Linked DNA regions of Mus musculus: regions 2 and 3 are each linked to region 1. Evidence: chromatin contacts called from public Hi-C data. All regions are on one chromosome and are shown on one strand. Each heading gives the region's core, a stretch centred on a gene start, on an enhancer-like site or on the middle of the called end of the contact. The rest is flanking DNA. Distances are from core to core; before and after follow the strand shown. Region 1 overlaps Itpr2 (inositol 1,4,5-triphosphate receptor 2). Region 2 has its middle 18 kb from the start of Bhlhe41. Region 3 has its middle 3.3 kb from the start of Gm32675.

Region 1 (3,057 bases), core at 213-2,712:
GGGGCTAAGCATCTCCTCTCAAGGAATTTTTTATGATAGTGAAAGTTACTTCGCAAATTAATATAGTCCACATCACGATATCTCCACCACCACATTTCCTCTCAGATGGATGGACTAGGGCTGCCTTCAAACTTTGACTACCTCTCTGGCGTTTTTGTATGCCCCGCCTATGGCAGACACCATGGCAAAGGCACACGGAGAGAGCAATTGTGATTGGCCTGGTTGAGGGAGCATGGAATGCTCCCCTGAAGAGTTTGCCTCCAAGATAGACACTCGCCCTTGCCAGCCAGCTTCGCAGTGCCACTGTAGCTAGCATAGCCGGGAAACGGTTTTATTAATGAATTACAGTGACTGGTGGAGGTTTCCACAGTGGGTCCTGCCTAGGATTAGAATAGGGTCCATGTTGATGAGATGTTCCCGAATGAATGGTGGGGGAATGTGGCTCATTGGGACGAGCTGACCGCAGCTTAGATCTAGCTTCTGTAGGGTGTGCCTGCCAGCTAGTTCTCATCAATAGACCCTGACAGTGTGGGGCGTGGATGAGCAAAATAGATAGAATAATATCTGGCTTTCTGTTAACCATGAAAGTGTGGCTCAAGCACTCCCTTAGAGAACCTTTTCTTTCACAGTAGCGGTAAGAAGAACAAATAGCAAAAAATCAAAATAAATAAATAGATAGCTACAAATGCATTAAAACAAGAACCCTCTCTCCCTCTATTTCTCTTTGGGTTCTTTCCCTAGCCTTAGTCCCCAAAGGAAGTGCACCAATAACAGTTTTTTTTCTAGAAAATTCTGTGCACATATAAACATCAGTTTGTGCCTATAAGCCTAATTTCTGTTCAAGAGAATATACGTTCTATAGTGTCTGCTTTTTCGTTTAGTCATTTTTTTTAACATTACTATAGTACTTATTGCTTGGTAATGCTTATCACACACATGGAAGCATTTCCTAAGAGCCACACCCATCACACTGCCAGCAGGGGTAAGGCTCCAGCTTTTGCTAGCCCCTGTCTGTGCTAACCGGCAGTGAGCAGTGAATCTCTTTAGTGTGCAGGTGCAGAGATGGAGGACTGCTTGCCGAAATGCTTGAGAGAGCTTTCATGTTGCTCCTCCTATGATCCTACCCCGACTGCACCGTGACAGGCAGGCTTGTCAGGGATGCTTCGCATGGAAGTTGGACTCCGCCTCCACGAACAGTCTGTTTCCCTTCTCCTTTCTCCTTCTCACACTTGTTTCTGCCCTCTGTAGATTTCCAGTGAGGACAGCAGGGCAGTGTTTAGTGTGACTTGTTTGGCTGAATACTTTTGCTAGGTCTCGAAGGGGAGGGCATCAACGTTTAAACATTATTCAATTTTAAATTATTTTAAAGTTATCTTGAAAAACAATGAGTCTCATTATGGCATTTTCATGCACATCATTATGCTTAGTCATAGTCACACCCATTATGCCCCTCATTACTTCTCTCTTCTGCTGGTCACCTTCCTGCCCCCAGTTGTCTCACTGTCTTATAAAGAATAATTGAATTCTATACTGGCAAGGAATCTCTCTCTCTCTCTCTCTCTCTCTCTCTCTCTCCCTCTCCCTCTCCCTCTTTCTTTCTCTGTCTCTTACACACACACACACACACACACACACACACACACACCCACCCACACACACACAGAAGCTAAACCTGACCCTTTTCCCCCGTGTTTTGCTTTCAGTCCTTCAGCTGTATTTGATTTCCCCTTGCAGAACTTCTTGAGGAACCAGAACAACAAAACAAACTACAACCTTGTCTGTGAAACGCTTCAGTTCCTGGACTGTATCTGCGGAAGTACCACAGGGGGTCTAGGCCTGCTGGGGCTCTACATCAATGAGAGGAATGTAGCTCTGGTCAACCAGACTCTGGAGAGCTTGACCGAGTACTGCCAAGGCCCGTGCCACGAGAACCAGGTAACCAGAGAGTAGCGCTGCCTGAGCCATGACTCAGAAGCAGCATGCCGGGTGAGGCACAGAGCCCACCTCACATGCTGGTGAAGCCTCGTTGCTTGTTCTGCTTGGTGTGGCTGCTTTTCTCAAAGAACATACAAAGGCCGAGGTGTAGACTAGCACATAGTAGGCTACATTTTAAATTGCATTATAAAAGAAAGTTCCCGTGAAAATATTTAAGATAAAAAGAGTTACTGAAAGAAGGGTAAGATTGTATTTCTTCCCAATGTTGAGTTTTTCTCTGTATCTCCAGCTGTGTGGAGTTAACTCGCTGTGGCTTTGGCTCCAATGCAGTGTGTACATGTTGTGGGGTATAATATCCATGTTACACATATGCTTGGTTAGCTTATGAAGTGGGTCTCATGGCTGTCATCTTGCTGATAAACAGCTTCAGACTCAGAGATCAGCTCAGAGATGGCAGCACTCTGAGACACTGCAAAAACAGAAAAGCTACAGACTTTCAGAACCCAAACAATGAGCCATTTTGATTTCGGTGCACATGCACATGTGAGAGACCCGACGTTCATCCTGGTCCCCAGAGTGTTTTGCTTTGCTCTAAGGACACACTGTGGGAGATGACAGGACAGGAGATGTAGGGAAGAAAGGCATCTTGTAATGTTTCTTACCAGTGTTTAGTATTCAGAAAACACCTGGAGCGGGCAAGGTTCAGGGGCAGAGGCTCCATGTCATACATTTCTGGACATAAAATTTAAAGGTGTGATTGATACCAAACATCAATGGTTGCTCTAGGAAGAAGATGTGAAAAAGTCAGCTTTTCTATTGCAGATCATATGACTGTCCACACACACACATGCAGTGCCTGTGTACACACATATACACGATATACACACACCTGTGTGTTCATTTGATGCAAACACATTGACCGTTATCATAACGGTATTGTTTTCTTCTCTGTGTTTATGACAGTGAGTTTGTACATGTTTTCCCTTTATTTTCAAGATCACATTTTAGTTTCCTACAATGATAAAGGTATCCCTGACAGTTGATTTAAAGCCGAGGTAAAGTGCACAAATTCAGAGGTCGGGTTGGCTGGTAAAATTCTACTCTAAAATAAAAAATATGCAC
Region 2 (3,057 bases), core at 320-2,819, 350 kb after region 1:
AGTTTTGGGACTTGTTACTTTAATACTAACTTTAACAAACAACATATATTGAGTGCAAATTATATGACAGACACCAGCATGCAGTGGCTTCTTCTAGTGTCACGAGACACTTAAAAGTTCAGTGTCGAATGGGGAGAGAGAGAAGTAAGGGCTTGTCTGGCTGTGTCAGGTCATATGGAAACACAGTAGCACATATGTCCTGTTTGAAGGAGCATCTCCATTCCTCTTCTGGAGTATCTTCCTGCCTTTGTCTCTTCACAGCCTCTATGCTACATATTGTTTTTTTATTTTTGTTACAAGATTTCTTGACTGAACCAGTGCTCAAGCATTACTGCTTCCAGAAACCTTCAGAATTAAGACACCCCCCTCCACCCCAACAGCCACTTGTTACTTTGTTTTGTTTGTTTTTGTTGACATGGGTCTCCTGTAGCTAAGACTGGCCCTGAACACCTGATCCCTTTGCCTGTATCTCCCAAGTACTGGGATAACAAGAGTGTACCCCCACAACATGTACTGTAAATTTACTTCAAGTTTTAGGAGCACCCTAAGAAAGACAGTTAAACCCTTCCAGCCTGAGATCCTTGCTCTGTGCTCTTGGTTGCATGGTAAAGCCTGGAAGTTTTAGTCTTACACTTGGAAGTTTTATTCTTACAAACCATTTAGATTTATAAGGTTGTAACTAAAACTATGCCTTTGAATACAAATTTTTGGTCAAATCCTAAAAGGTTTACACTTACTGAGAAGTCGATTTAACATTCATCACACCTTTCTGTGGCTGGTAACTTCCCTGACCATGTGGTGGAAACGGAACCTTCATACACTTCTGGCAAGAATGCAGTGGGGGCTGAAGCCCTTTCGCAAAGCTGTCTGTCCCTCAGTTACTATGTAACTAGCATCTGCCCCAGCCCACATCCTAGAGAACTGAAAGCAAGTGCACACAGCCTCATGCCTGGTGCTCAGAATGTCATTCATGAGCGCTCAAAAGAACATGCCCTGGCTAGCAAACACAGAAGTGGATGCTCACAGTCAGCTAATGGATGGATCACAGGGCTCCCAATGGAGGAGCTAGAGAAAGTACCCAAGGAGCTAAAGGGATCTGCAACCCTATAGGTGGAACAACATTATGAACTAACCAGTACCCCGGAGCTCTTGACTCTAGCTGCATATGTATCAAAAGATGGCCTAGTCGGCCATCACTGGAAAGAGAGGCCCATTGGACACGCAAACTTTATATGCCCCAGTACAGGGGAACGCCAGGGCCAAAAAGGGGGAGTGGGTGGGTAGGGGAGTGGGGGTGGGTGGGTATGGGGGACTTTTGATATAGCATTGGAAATGTAAATGAGCTAAATACCTAATAAAAAATGAAAAAAAAAAAAAAAAAGAACATGCCCTGGATTCTATCAACTGCTAAGTGGGCAAATAAAAGTGCCATAGTCATGCAATGCAATGTGGTTTAGCAGTAAAAAAAAAAAAACTAGTAAAATATTGTATGCTATTGCAAGGATTAACCCTGAAAACAGGAAATGAACTCAACTGTAGAGAGCAATGACTCACATGGTTCTGTGCACATGAGATATCCAAATGGGTAACTCCACAGAAACAGAGAGTAGGTGGGTCACTAAAAGTTACACCAGTATACATTAGCTGAAACGATAGATGAAAGTGTCTTGGTGTGGTGCTACAGAAGTGATTATCTGTGAATGACCCTCTTCCTCAGCCTTCCAAGTATGGGATCCCAGGTTCACAGCAGCACATCTGGCTCTAAGACGTAGTTTTAGTGAGTATTTAGACTATTAGTAGCATACCCATTCAAATTTGATAATATATTAATATATGATCACAGAGTAAAAATTTAGTCATGTAGAAATTAAAAGCTACTCCACCACAAACAGTAGCCCCATTCTGTGAGGTCATCTAGTCTTTCTACAAATATTTACTGGGCTCCGGTCTGTCTTCAAGAGTCAGGAGTCAATAAGGCTCGCTTCCGTCTGCTCCTGCTTTGTGTTGCTACAGAACAGGGGAAACACCTCTGTGCTTGAGACACTACACAGGAGGAGAGCTACATTTCAGAGGTCCTGGGTCTCAATGCCACAGGGCCAATGAGAGAGAATAAAGCCCATCTCTCACCTCACAAGAAGGATCACTGTGGCCTCGGTGGTGTAGCTCCCCTAGTTTAGCTGCTGGGAGCTCTTGGGTTTCTTTTGTTCTGTTGGTTTCAGTTGTTCCTGCCTCAGAGCCTGGAGGCCTAGGCTGATCTTCACGCAGTCTCAGCCTCCAGGTGACAATATTACCCTCATTCAACATTTGTCCAAATCAGAGAATTGTGCTGTAAAGTCCATTCAATATCATACCCTGCATTTCACAAGCCAGCACTCCAGGTGTTTCTAACTCTTGTAGCTGATGACGATCAGGTAAATTCCACACCAAGCCAAGGAAGTGTCTCTTCTGCTTCCTCCCTGCCTGTAATCCCCCACCTCCACTTTCACTGATACATTGTTGGTAGAGAGTCTCTTGCAAGTATTTACACTATGAAAATTGGCAGAAACTTCAGGGGTTGGTTTTCTTGGTTATTAGGCCAGAGAAATCATGTGTCATGTTGATTGTACTTAGCACTGTGTCGCATCGGAACTTTGCATTGTGAGTAACACACAAGAAAGCAGAAAAACCATTTCCCATTGTGTGAGAGTTGTTACTAATTGCTCCTGTATTTAACAAATGACTAAGGTTATTTTAAAAAGTCTTTTCTCCGTAGTACTTTCACCTTAATCACTAAAATAAACAAAAGTCTCAACCAACTTTCATGTTGGAATTACATTTATGAATTAATTGCAACTGTAGGCTGGCAAAGGATACAGGGTCAGCAGAAATCAATAAAACCATTCACTGAGAATTAATCAGCTTCATGGAATTTATGTGAGCAATGCATATTTTATTATTGCACATCACTGTATGTGTTTTCTACACATCTTTCAGACTGCACATACAGACATGCTTTTCCCTGAGGTCCAGTTAAACATTCACTACCACACCACTACTTCCATCTAACCCTGACTACTA
Region 3 (3,057 bases), core at 289-2,788, 320 kb after region 1:
CAGCTGCCACTGAATCACATCTGGCCCTGTCCATAGCCATGCTTCTAGCCACACTCCTGTAATGCCAATGAACTCACTGCTTCACCAAGCTACACTTGTATGGATTCATTTCTTTGGTCTATCATGGTACATCTGGAATGAACAGAGATTTGCTCACATGTCTCCTTGTGATTAATTTCATTTTTATGTGTATTTCTGGGCTTTTTTTTTTTGTTTTTGATTTGAGGTAGAGTGCCACCCCACAACTCTGACAGACCTGGTTCTCAGTATGTAGCTCAAACTGGCCTCAAATTCATGGTAATCCCTGTGCCTCAGCCTTCCTACAGCTCAGATTCCAGCTATCCTGATATGTTTTAAAACACTCAGACAGCAGTGGCAATGAACTTAAAGGTTCCCGCTGACAGAACAGCAGCAGTTTCCTGGGTGTGAGGATGAGAGGGAGAGGGCTGAGGAGCAGGGTCGTATCTAAGCTCTGAAGGCAAGTTGAGAGAGAGAGAGAGAGAGAGAGAGAGAGAGAGAGAGAGAGAGAGCTGTTATTGCTCAGACGGTACAAGCCCTGGTAAATAAACTTGTTTATATTTGTTGAGTGAAGAGACAAGAGACAGTCTTTCATGCCTACTGGTTCCCAGGATTAGTCGGAGAAAAGCTGGGGGGCTGTAGGAAGTGTGTTTTCCCTCCTTAAAAACACAGGCAGTAAAGGATGGGATAAAGATGACCTTTCTCAGGGCTTCATGGTGACAGCCCTGCCCCCCCCCCCCATACTTTCATTCTTTTCAGACACTTGATTTTTTTTCTAATCTTTTATAATATGGTTTTTGGAGAAAAAAAAATATCAGCTCAAGACCAAGTTCTCAGCACCAAGGAGATGTATTTGCTCCAGAGGGACAGCGGGCAGGGAATAAGAGACAAAGACAGGAGATACAGGATGAGGGAGAAGGGGAAGGGAACACAGGAGAGGGGGAGGGGTACTTGTCTTGGGGGACAAAGGACTGCCTCTGAATAGAGAGGAGACAGAGGTATCTCACAGGAAAATGACAGCTTATAAAGGTACAAGGGTAACCCACATTAGGATGGGGTGTTTAATTTTAAATCAGGCACATTAATTAGGTGAGCCAAAGGGGTCTTTTGATTGCTGAACTTCAATACTTTGATAGCTGGACCTTGGAAGTCAGCCTCAGGAGGGGGAGGAAGTGGCCAAATAAGGGAACAGACCTTGGTGGCTAGCCTTAGGAATGTAACCTAACAGTTTAGCAAGACAGAGGGAATGGGGGAGAAGGGCAAGGCCTGCCAGAGCCATGCTCAAGCTGGCCAGAGTCCCTTCAGCTTTCAATATGTAAATAGCATAAATATACAGGAAAAAAGAATAAAGACAAAGATGAGTGGGAATTTAGAGACAATCCACAGCAAACCTTGAGTTTGTAGGGTAAAAAGTCCAAGCTCACTTTCAGGTTTTGAAAACCCACCAATCCCTGGGCTCACCCCAAGCTTAGGACTTAAAAACCCACCAATCAGCTCTCTGGAAACCTTCACCTTAGAAAGCTCCTCCCCCAAGAAACCTTATATAAGCCTTCCTCCCACTCAGTTCTCTGCAGCTAGTCTTGTGTGAGGTTTGTTGTCTGATGTGACTTTGTTGTATTCCTTGGCTCCCAGTTGCCAGGATACCTTTCCCTTCAGAGCTGCAACACTTACATTCGGGAAACCTTTCCTTTCAGAGCTGTAACACAGTAACCGTCTCCACACTGGTAGGTTCTCAAGGCCTTGAGGAATCCCAGGTTATTGAATGTTTGGAGAGAGTTCACACAGATACACTGTTTCAGCCACAGCCGACCCTGCCTTAAGTACCCCACAAAGCACAAAGCACATTGTTTGGCCTTGCCTTTTGACACAGCTCAGAGGCACAAGCTCCCCTGCAGAGGTCCAGGTAGGAAACACTACTAGCTGGCTACATAGTCTCCCCACACTGACATGGCACTGATCATATACTTCAGTGGGGCCCTTAGCAGTGTGTCAATGAATGATGTCATATATTAAAATAAAATTTGATACATAATGAGATTTGAATTTTCTTCTGATATGTCATGAAATGTAACTCATTTTTAATTTTCTTTTTCTAGCTCCTAAAAATGTAAAAATCTTTCTTGCTCACACACTGGACTTTCAAAAGTAGGCAACAGGCCCTGAGGCCAGTAGCTTGCTGCACCCCCCCACACACACACACACACTCACACACACACACACTCCAGAGTGTAGGGTTAACTGACTTAAAGGCTGAGAGGCTCTGGGGTGTCCCTGTCGATCCTCTGCTGGTAGCATTGATGTTTACCTCCAACCGGGCTTCCTAGTTCCTTATTTCTGGGTTTGGGCAGTTATACAGAGTAGATGAACAGCTTTGACTATGGAAACACTTAGTTTTTAACGAACTGTGCAAAGGAATCGCCCTTGAAGCTCAACATATGTGGCTAGTAACCATATTCTGTGTCCCCCAAGTATGTGCCTGCCTGGCATTTGCAATCCTGTGTATATGCCTCTGTGTATCTGTCTGAGTATGTGTGTCTCTGTGTGTGCCTGTGTGTGTGAGCCTGTGTGTGTATCCCTGTGTGTGTGTCTATGAATGTGTACATGAGTGTATGTGCCTGGTATGTGCACAAACCTATGTGTGTGCCCCTCTCTTCCTTCCTTCCTTCCTTCCTTCCTTCCTTCCTTCCTTCCTCCCTCCTCCCTTCCTCCCTTCTTCTCTCTCTCTCTCTCTCTCTCTCTCTCTCTCTCTCTCTCTCTCTCTCTCTGTGTATGCCTGGACATGTGTGCCTGTGTATGTGTCTGCTATGTGCAAACCTATGCCTGTCTCTGTCTCTGTCTCTCTCTGTCTCTCTGTCTCTGTCTCTCTGTCTCTCTCTGTCTCTCTCTGTCTCTCTCTCTCTCTCTCTCTCTCTCTCTCTCTCTCTCTCTCTCTCTCTCTCTGTGCATGCATGCACACGCCTGTGTATGTGCATGATGTGGAGATCAGAGGACACCTCAGGTGTGTTCCTAGGATACTTTCCACCTTTTGTACACCATGGC

Evidence for each region. Hi-C and Micro-C count contacts between places; a contact is called where the count stands out from the background.
Region 2: a Hi-C map of bone marrow-derived macrophages shows a contact between it and region 1, with 16 read pairs. The contact joins two enhancer-like sites. A contact is called at or near these places in 12 of 39 promoter capture datasets (the 3T3-L1 cell line, 3T3-L1-derived adipocytes, the C10 cell line and 7 more), 2 of 484 Hi-C or Micro-C datasets (bone marrow-derived macrophages and nephron progenitors), 2 of 115 datasets of contacts at active chromatin or transcription factors (large pre-B cells and microglia) and 2 of 9 other capture datasets (adipose tissue and pancreatic islet).
Region 3: a contact with region 1 is called in a Hi-C map of bone marrow-derived macrophages, with 20 read pairs. The contact joins two enhancer-like sites. A contact is called at or near these places in 1 of 484 Hi-C or Micro-C datasets (bone marrow-derived macrophages), 1 of 115 datasets of contacts at active chromatin or transcription factors (bone marrow-derived macrophages) and 2 of 9 other capture datasets (adipose tissue and liver).

Annotation. Positions count from the first base shown.
Region 1 is chr6:146,228,571-146,231,627 of GRCm38.p6, reverse strand. Itpr2 (inositol 1,4,5-triphosphate receptor 2) reads left to right here. Exons shown (of 57, transcript NM_019923.4): 42 at 1,735-1,935. Gm35596 (a long non-coding RNA gene) reads right to left here. Exons shown (of 5, transcript XR_378174.4): 3 at 2,598-2,717. Among named protein-coding and RNA genes, the nearest start is that of Gm35596, 10 kb to the right of the region's middle. Within about 2 kb of position 1,462, at least 26 of the 459 cell types and tissues checked have an H3K27ac peak or open chromatin away from gene starts, as enhancers often do. A contact at or near this core is called in the HPC-7 cell line and bone marrow-derived macrophages, where this site is marked.
Region 2 is chr6:145,881,678-145,884,734 of GRCm38.p6, reverse strand. No RefSeq gene overlaps it. Among named protein-coding and RNA genes, the nearest start is that of Bhlhe41, 18 kb to the right of the region's middle. Within about 2 kb of position 1,569, at least 64 of the 459 cell types and tissues checked have an H3K27ac peak or open chromatin away from gene starts, as enhancers often do. A contact at or near this core is called in the HPC-7 cell line and bone marrow-derived macrophages, where this site is marked.
Region 3 is chr6:145,909,407-145,912,463 of GRCm38.p6, reverse strand. No RefSeq gene overlaps it. Among named protein-coding and RNA genes, the nearest start is that of Gm32675, 3.3 kb to the left of the region's middle. Within about 2 kb of position 1,538, at least 25 of the 459 cell types and tissues checked have an H3K27ac peak or open chromatin away from gene starts, as enhancers often do. A contact at or near this core is called in bone marrow-derived macrophages, where this site is marked.